3 separate regions of the Mus musculus genome follow, and all the other regions are linked to region 2. Evidence: chromatin contacts called from public Micro-C data. All regions are on one chromosome and are shown on one strand. The core of a region is the stretch at or near the end of the contact, and the rest is flanking DNA. Distances in the headings are between cores, read along the strand shown. Region 1 holds the start of Emx1 (empty spiracles homeobox 1). Region 2 holds the start of Vax2 (ventral anterior homeobox 2). Region 3 holds the start of Egr4 (early growth response 4).

Region 1 (2,700 bases), core at 200-2,699, 1.5 Mb after region 2:
CCCTTAGGCCACAGTACCCTGGAAGGTTGGGGTAGATAGATTACAGAGTACAGGTTCTAATGGTCAACCGCCTTCTTGCCCTCCGGACTTAGTGCCTGCATTGGAAACTAACTTGAGCAGATTGGGACACTGGCCCGCGGTCGCAGGTCGCAGGTCACACGTCCAAGAAGCTAGGATGCCACTCCCCTCCCCCCAAGGACCACTGGCCTGTCCTCTGGAGAACCACGCGAACAGCAAGGCCAGCTCCAATTTAGAATGCAGTGACCCAAAGACCCCATTTTGGCCTTGTCGTCCAATACTGACGCCCAAGGAAAGGAAATCACTCTGAGCTTAAGCCCCGTGGTCCAGTGGGAGATGGTCGCAGCGCGAGGGAGGGAGGGGGAAGGCTGGCAAAACCGCTGCATTGGAACCCTTGCGAACTGCCGCGGGAGAGCTGCGGAGTGATGGGTTATGTCGCTCCTCCCCGGACAGTGCGAACCTGGCCCCTGAGAAAAGAATGCATATCCTGTTTGAAGCACTGTTCCCCAAATCCATAAAAATGTGAAATTTCAGAAACATAACCGCAGCTTCAGAAAACAGCTCCGGAGGCTGATGGTGGGTGAGGGGAGAGCTCTCTTAGGTTAGGCGAACGTAGACCAGGTTCTCTGGAGAATCTAGGCTGGACCCCAAACACCCATCCTAAGCTTGTATCCAAGTTCTCTAAGAACTGAAACGACATCCCAGGGCGAAGGGAGGGGGTTCAACTGAGGTACGTGCTTGAAGAGGGTTTGGTATATTTCCTCAAGCCCAGGCTTTGTAGATGTCCCCCTCAGAGCAGAGTGTGGCGGAGGCTAAAGGACCAAGTCAGAAAATCAAGATGCAGAGTGGAGGGTAGGAGGAGGACACTAGATCAAGCACCAATGCTCCAGTCCGGCTTTTGCCTCCGACTGGGGACCGTATTCCCCCACCCGCCATCCATCGCCCCGCCCCGCCCCGCCCCCCACCTTGGGGCAGGTGAGCGGTGGCCAATGGGGGAGCGCGGGGCAGGTGCCCGCTAACTCTCTCCTCGCAGAGCTGCAGCCCAGGCCTGGCCCGGCAGAGCTAGAAAGATCACGGGCGGTGGTCGGTCACAGCTTGATTAGTAAGGGAGAGATCCAGGAGGACCGCTGAAGCGGCTCTCAGTAGCACAGGCAGCCCGCGCCCGGGCGTTTGAGAGGAGCTGCCTGCTGGGCCGCGGGGACCACGCTCCAGGCGGTGCGCAGTGGCCCAACTCGGTGTTAGGGCTCTCGCACGCCCCTCGCCGCCCCGCTCCTGGCTGGTCCGCAAGGGCCGAGCGCGGGCGGGTGGGCGGGCGGGGGAGGTGAAGGGTGCGGGCGTGAGTGCATGTGCCAGGCTTGGTGCACACCCCGCACGGCGGCAGCGCCGGGGCACCGAGCGTTCCCCAGAGCCCCGCTACCTCACTCCGCTTCGGCGGCCGCGACGATGTTCCAGCCCGCGGCTAAGCGGGGTTTCACCATAGAGTCCTTGGTGGCCAAGGATGGTGGCACCGGCGGGAGTCCTGGCAGCGGGGGCGCGGGCTCCCATCCACTGGCTGTGGCCGCATCAGAGGAACCGCTCAGGCCCACGGCGCTCAACTATCCTCACCCCAGTGCGGCCGAGACGGCCTTCGTGAGTGGCTTCCCTGCCGCTGCCGCTGCGGGCGCCGGCCGCTCGCTCTATGGAGGGCCGGAGCTGGTGTTCCCAGAGGCCATGAACCACCCGGCTCTGACGGTGCACCCGGCACACCAGCTGGGCTCCTCCTCGCTGCAACCCCCTCACTCTTTCTTCAGCGCCCAGCATCGGGACCCTCTCCACTTCTACCCCTGGGTGCTTCGGAATCGCTTCTTTGGCCACCGCTTCCAGGGTGAGTGTCCATGCCGTGTTCGTGACCCGGGGATGCGGGGGGAGGCTAGGCGCGGCGGCGGGGATGTTCAGAAGTTGTGGGGGGACAAGGCTTAGGGATCAGCCTGGACTGTGCGCAGGCGATTAGCCTGTGGTCTGCTGCGTTGGTCTCCCACCCAAGAAGTGAGGTTGGGACCGCCACGCTTTTCAAGGAATAAAGCCAATTGGAATAGAAGGCCGAGAGCATCCTAGGAGCTTTTTCAGACCCTCCAGTGGCCAACCTTAATCTCCTTTCCGACTAAACCAGTCCCAACCCTGAAATGCTGGCCCTCTGCCCTTCCCGCGCCAGAGCTCTGAGCTGTGACCATACTTCGCTCTTTTGGTCACCACTACTCTTGGCGCGTCGGGGCAGGGGAAAGTCCACCTGCATTCGCTGGCTCTGTGAGAAGCAGGGCAGCGTGGTGCGTTCACTCGGATTTCTTGGGACGTTTCTCAGCAACCTTGGCCAGACTTTTCCCAGTTACATGTGCCCTCTCCGACCCAAAGTGGAAAAGGCTTGCGAAAACAAACCGGCTTTCTTCACCACTGACCTCCTCCAGGAGCCCACCCGGTTGCTAGAGCTCAGGACAGTCCTCTTGAGAGGGGTAGTGGCAGAGGAGGGCTTTTAAGGTCATATCTAGTCTTACCCCACCCCGTCTGCAGCCGCATCTGGTTTGCTAATTAAGACCCCTCCAAAAGCTTTAAACACGCACAAACACACACACACACACACACACACACACACACACACACACACACACACCAGTTATCTGACTTTCCTAAAGAGAGAGAGAGAGAGAG
Region 2 (2,700 bases), core at 121-2,620:
AAGTCACATCTACCACCTCTCCCAAAATCTCCAACCGTTTTCACACACACACACACACACACACACACACACACCACAGACCAAGGCACTGACTGACTCCCCACACCCAACACCTGTTCAACCTCAGAGACAGAGACCCCACAAGCCTACCCTTGGTGGTCACAGACACCCGCTACCAGATCTTGGGATCTCCTGAAGTACTTTGGCTTGGACTCACACCAAGCATTTGGCTCACCCCTAGTACCTAGTTTATTCCAAATCTGCAAGTGGAAGAAAGGAAGAAGAGTCTGAAGGATCGGGATACTGGCCTTTAAAGGAGCCATAGACCCTCGGTTACACACACCATCCTTCTCAATCTTTCCCCCAAACCTCTTTTTAAAGCTGAGTCAAATACAATGAGACTGTTCCCCACACTTCCTGACACTGTCTAAACAGAAGCGGGACTCTGCAGAACGTGTAGCCAAGAGGACACAGGCTCCTGTCCAGAGATCCGTCTGGAGCAGGCACTGAACAAGGGGCTGCTCCAGGACAGAAGCGCGAGAAAAAAAAAAAGCCCGTGCTCAGTCTCATTCTCTAGGTGTCAGTCCCAGGAGTGACAACCTCAGAGCTGCGGGAGAGCCCAGCGTTTGCTCTTGGCAGTACAACCTGGCGGTCTGCCGGTCCAGCTCCGCACCTCACCCTGGCTGGGGACAGCATCCGCCTCCCGGGCTTGTCTGGCGAAACTCGCGGGATCCCCACAATAAGTGGCTGTTCTGTGTGCCTGAGTGTGAGTGCCTTGGTTGGGGGACGCGTGCCCTGAACCCCAGACCTACACCCCACTCTCTACCGTCGCCCCCACCGCACCAAGTTCCGGAGCCCAGCAAACCTCCTCTTTTCTGCCGGGTCGAGTCAGGGTCGCCTCCTCGAGCTCTGAGTTTTCCATCAAGCGGAGCCAGACTGAAAGCTAGGTGCATTTCCCTGGAGATATAGGGAACAGAGGGAAGAGGGCGAGAGGGACCAATGGGTAGGGAGTAATAAAGTTTATGAGAGGGTGTGGGGCGGTCTTCTGTACCACGGGGCTGTCCAGTCTCCCATTGCCAGGCTCTAAACACCGCCCCACGCGAGGAGGCGCGAAGACACCATCCCCTCCCCCTTCTCCACATATCTCTTTTCCTCCTATCCCTCCTCCTTCTCCTCTTTCCCTCCCCTTGTCTCTCTTCCCCTCACTCCCTCCTCCTTTTTTCCTCCCCCTGAACGAACTCCCGTTGCGCTGCGCCTACTGGATCCACCCAGAGTCCTGGAACCCCAGCTCGCGCCCAATCGCCGACGGGGGCGGGGCCTGTAGGGGGCGGGGCAGATGGAGGAAGGGGTGGGGAGGGGCAGGGAGGGACCTGCTACCCTGAGCTAGGACTAGCGGCTGCTGTGGCCCAAGCAGCAGTGGCGGCGGGCATGGGCGATGGGGGCGCGGAGCGGGACCGCGGCCCCAAGCGCCGGGAGGAGCCTGGTGGCCGCAGCGGGCGTCACGGAGAGCACCGCGGAGCGGAAGATTTGCGTGCTGACACAGGTAGCGCGAGTCCGAGGGAGATTGCTGGGACCTCCGCCTCCAGCCCTGCGGGCTCCAGGGAGAGCGGAGGGGACAGCGACGGACAGCAGGCGCTCGGTGAGACAGACCACTGCCGCCGCATCCTGGTACGAGGTAAGGGGACAGCCGCAGCTCTGATTCCCTGGGCCACCAAGCTGCCTTTCCTGGGGCCTCCGACATCCCTACAACGTCCATCTCTCAGATCATACAGTGGTTCATTCATTTGGTAGTTCATCCTGTAAATACTCCGAGTGCCTATTGTGTGCGGGACACTGAGCTGAACGCGGGGGACAAAGCAGGGGGCTGGACCTTGTTTCGTCCTGCTGGACCGGTGCTCTCTCTCTCTCTCTCTCTCTCTCTCTCTCTCTCTCTCTTTCTCTCTCTCTAGGCCCATCCGGGCTGGTTGGTGTAGTAAGGACACGAATCAGTTGGAGAAGCCCGACACCGAGAGCCAGGGCCTCCGCGCCGGGGTCCCCGGAGCAAGGGCGGAGAAAGTCACGCGCGCGCTGTAGGGACAGGATTGGGAGGGACCCGAGTGGGCAGCTGCTGAGGAAGGCTGGGCCACGCAGGCAGTCGGATGCGTCCCCGCTTCAACCCAGCCTTATTTCCCAGCACCTAGCCTTGCGTGGGTTGAGGCTTAGAGATGGCTGGGTGGGCGGTAGGGTAGCCTGACCTGCCGCGGCTCCGCTGCTCCAGTTTTCCCACTCGCTTGGATACCGCCGGCTCCGGCGCTCCTCCGCCTGGCCTGGCCGCCTGGCCTGGCCGACGCTTTCTTCCTCGGCTCCACCCGCCCTCACCCGAAGTCGGAGCCCCTTCACCCATCCCCCTTCAACCCCCGCAGCAAACTTGCTTTCCCGGCACTCTCCTGCCATCGCTCATCCAGATCCAAACCTCCAATGCCAGTATCCTGGGTCTGGGCCTCTCCCAGGTAGACACTTGGAGAAAGAAGTCTCGGGTCCTGCGGTCAACTGGATCCTAGGCCTGAGGCCTGTTGTTTTTCCGCCATCCTGGGGTTTCGGACTCACTCACTTGGCTTCCCCCAGCTGCCTCCCACAGGCCTCAGGAGGCCTGTAGCCAACTTTCTTTTACGGAGGGAAACCTAGGTTTCTGTCACCCAAGTCAATATCTTAGAGCAGGTG
Region 3 (2,700 bases), core at 157-2,656, 1.8 Mb after region 2:
GAACTCTCCGCCTTCGCCGCCGCTCCCTCCCTCCCCGCCGGGAGGGGTCAGCAGCGCCGGGAGGCCCTCGGTCCCCTCCCCTAAGTCACCTGGGGCCAACGAGAAGGTGTCGTAGGCCCCTGCCTGGTAGAGTCTGGCGGCCGGGCCGGGCAGCTCGGCGGGGCAGCTGATGGACAGCAGGTCCTCGACCTTGGTCCCTACTGCAGAGAAGCGGGCCTCCGGGGTGGTCTGGAAGCTCCCCTGCGACCCACAGTTCCCCGGGACCCCGGCCGACAGCAGCTCCCAGGGGGCATAGGGCCCTTTGAAGGCTGAAGCAGCAGCGTCCAGCGCTGGCGAAGCGGGAGGCGCCCGCAGCCCTGGCTTGACGTCGGGCGGGGAGAGCTGGGGCTCGAACAGGCACTGCGAGGGAGCGCCCGCCGAAGGCGCTGCCTCCCAAAACGCCTCCGGAAAGGCGGCCGAACTCAGATCTGGGGAGTAGAGGTCCGGCAGCAAGGCATCGGGGCCCGCGGGGAAAGGGACATCCAGGGGGGACCGAGACGCTGCCGCCTCGGGACCGGGGAAGGGTGCCAGGCCCAAGATGCCAGACATGAGGTTGAAGAGGGCCTCCGGGTCGTGCGGGTGTTCGGGAACCGCCTGGATGAAGAAGCTGCCGCTGTAGCTGAGGCCCGAAGGGGGCGTGGGTGCAGGGCCCTCCAGGAAGCAGGAGTCTGTTAAGTCCCCCCCGGCGCCGCAGCTGCTCAAAGCCCAGCTCAAGAAGTCGCCTGCCAAAGGAGGGACCACGCATCAGCCCCGCACACCTCAAAGGGCGTGCCTCGGAGCCTACAGCTGCGACCCCCTCCACCCGAGTCCTCCTGGCGCAAGGCACCCGCAGAGCGCCTCGTGCACTTCCGATCCTGCAGCAGAGGGACCCCCACGGACGCCCCAGGGCGCGCACACCCAAGGCTCCCGCACAGGCGCCTGTGGCCTTGGTGGGGGTGGGAATGGTACTGCGCGCTTGGGGACCCCCACCCCCCACCCCGCGCGCCTCTCCTATCACCCTTCATCGCGTTCAGAGTCTTCGAGCTCCCAGACCCGCTCCTTACCTCCAGGATACGCGGCGGCCGAGGGAGCGTCCCTAGCAGGCAGCCGGGGCAGCTCGGGGCTGGCGTGGGCGCAGCCTTCGGTGGGCTTGGAGAGAAGCGCGTCGGAGCCGGAGAAGTCGCTCAGGTGGAGCATGGCGCGGTGGCGGCGGGGCGCCCGGGGCCTCGCTGGACTGGGGCGCGCGCGGCTGGCAGGGAATCCGGGCGCCCCAGTTCCAGGCTCCGGGCGCTTGGCTGGGGCACGAGGGTTGGGGGGCCGCGGCGCCCTGGCTCACCGGCACCTGCCTCGGGTGGCGGCTCCTGGCTTCTCCAAAGTGCAACAGGGCTCCCCCAACCTACAGTCCCCCCACTTATATAGCTGCGGCGGCGCTGGCTCCGGGCTTCCGACTCCCCGGGCCACTGCCATTTCGGGAGGCCCCGGCCCTGGCGCCGTGACGTAAATGACCAAACATGGACACAGGATGTATGCCGGGGACTCCCGAAAAGGAAAGCTCGGCCTGTGACGTTGCTGCCGCCGCCGGGCTCGCGCCGCTGCGTGCGCGCGAGTCCCCAGAGCGTGGAGCCTCGTGTGCGTTGGGCCACGGGTGCGCCCCGCAGGGGCTGAGCTCCGTGTGAGCACCCGGGATGCGCTTTGCCCTCCAGTCCGTAGAATTACTGGTTCGAACCTGCCGTTTCCCACTTAAAACGTTTGTTCCCACCTAATACCAGTTTGTTTTTTTTTTTCACCTGTGAGCTTGCTAAGGAGAGAAATAACAAAATAACATGAAGTCCCGGGAACACTTAGTAGCCCTGAAATGGATAACAGCACTTAAGTTACAAGCAGGATTGAGTTGCATGAGGACCTGAGTCCTGAAAAAGCCAGATGTGAAAGCACTGGGGGTGTGGGGGTGGGGATGTCTGAGATAAGCAGTTCCTTAAAGATTGCCTTTATTTAGGTGTGTTTGTGTTTGCTTCCGTTTTAACATTTTACTGTGCTTTGAAAAAATTATATAAAAATCGTCATAATGAAAAATTTGATGATGGAGGTGGGCGGGATCAACTAGTATACAAGAATATTCCTTTCTTTTTTGAGACAGGGCCTCACATGCAGCTCTGGATGACCTGGAACTCACTGTGTAGACCAGGATGACCCTGTACTTAGAGAGATCCATCAGCCTCTGTCTCTGCCTCCTAAGTCCTGAGAGATGATATCCTTGGTATGTCATCATGCCAAGTTGAGAGTACATTCTGAAAATTAAAGGTTTCTCTTGCCTTCACTTTTTTTTCTTGAGGTAGCCATGTTGACATTTCTTGAGTAGTTTTGGGGAAAATGTTTTTGTCTATACAAACATTCAAACTGTTCTAGAAATATTTTTTTTTTCACTAAAACTAGCTGAGAGATTGCATCATGTCTGAAGACAAAGACCTATTTTCTAAGGCTATTTTCTTAGGCTATTTTCTAAGGCTGACTGGTTCTCCATGGCACAGGGAGACCCTGAATAAGCGTTGGATTGGTTCATATCCACGGACACATAGGTAACTTCCAACTTTTTTTTTTTTTTGAAATGTTGATGTCATTATCCTTAACTGTATAAATGTGAACATATATGGGATAAATTCTTAATGAGTATAAGTCTAAGCT

Evidence for each region. A called contact is a pair of places that touch in the nucleus more often than the background predicts.
Region 1: a contact with region 2 is called in a Micro-C map of embryonic stem cells, with 20 times the contacts expected there. The contact joins the promoter of Emx1 here to the promoter of Vax2 in region 2. A contact is called at or near these places in 8 of 39 promoter capture datasets (cranial neural crest, embryonic stem cells, frontonasal cranial neural crest and 4 more), 40 of 484 Hi-C or Micro-C datasets (B cells, cerebellum, cranial neural crest and 9 more), 8 of 115 datasets of contacts at active chromatin or transcription factors (embryonic hindbrain, embryonic midbrain, embryonic stem cells and 1 more) and 1 of 9 other capture datasets (embryonic stem cells).
Region 3: a Micro-C map of embryonic stem cells shows a contact between it and region 2, with 7 times the contacts expected there. The contact joins the promoter of Egr4 here to the promoter of Vax2 in region 2. A contact is called at or near these places in 5 of 39 promoter capture datasets (embryonic stem cells and stem cell-derived epiblast-like cells), 8 of 484 Hi-C or Micro-C datasets (all in embryonic stem cells), 3 of 115 datasets of contacts at active chromatin or transcription factors (astrocytes and embryonic stem cells) and 2 of 9 other capture datasets (embryonic stem cells and liver).

The regions. Positions count from the first base shown.
Region 1 is chr6:85,186,482-85,189,181 of GRCm38.p6, forward strand. Emx1 (empty spiracles homeobox 1) reads left to right here and starts at 1,450. Exons shown (of 3, transcript NM_010131.2): 1 at 1,450-1,882. The coding sequence starts at 1,462.
Region 2 is chr6:83,709,869-83,712,568 of GRCm38.p6, forward strand. It overlaps Vax2 (ventral anterior homeobox 2), which reads left to right and starts at 1,371. Exons shown (of 3, transcript NM_011912.4): 1 at 1,371-1,675. The coding sequence starts at 1,429. It overlaps Vax2os (ventral anterior homeobox 2, opposite strand), which reads right to left and starts at 2,333. Exons shown (of 6, transcript NR_002871.2): 1 at 2,235-2,333; 2 at 866-957.
Region 3 is chr6:85,512,183-85,514,882 of GRCm38.p6, forward strand. It overlaps Egr4 (early growth response 4), which reads right to left and starts at 1,407. Exons shown (of 2, transcript NM_020596.3): 1 at 1,083-1,407; 2 at 1-761. The coding sequence starts at 1,215.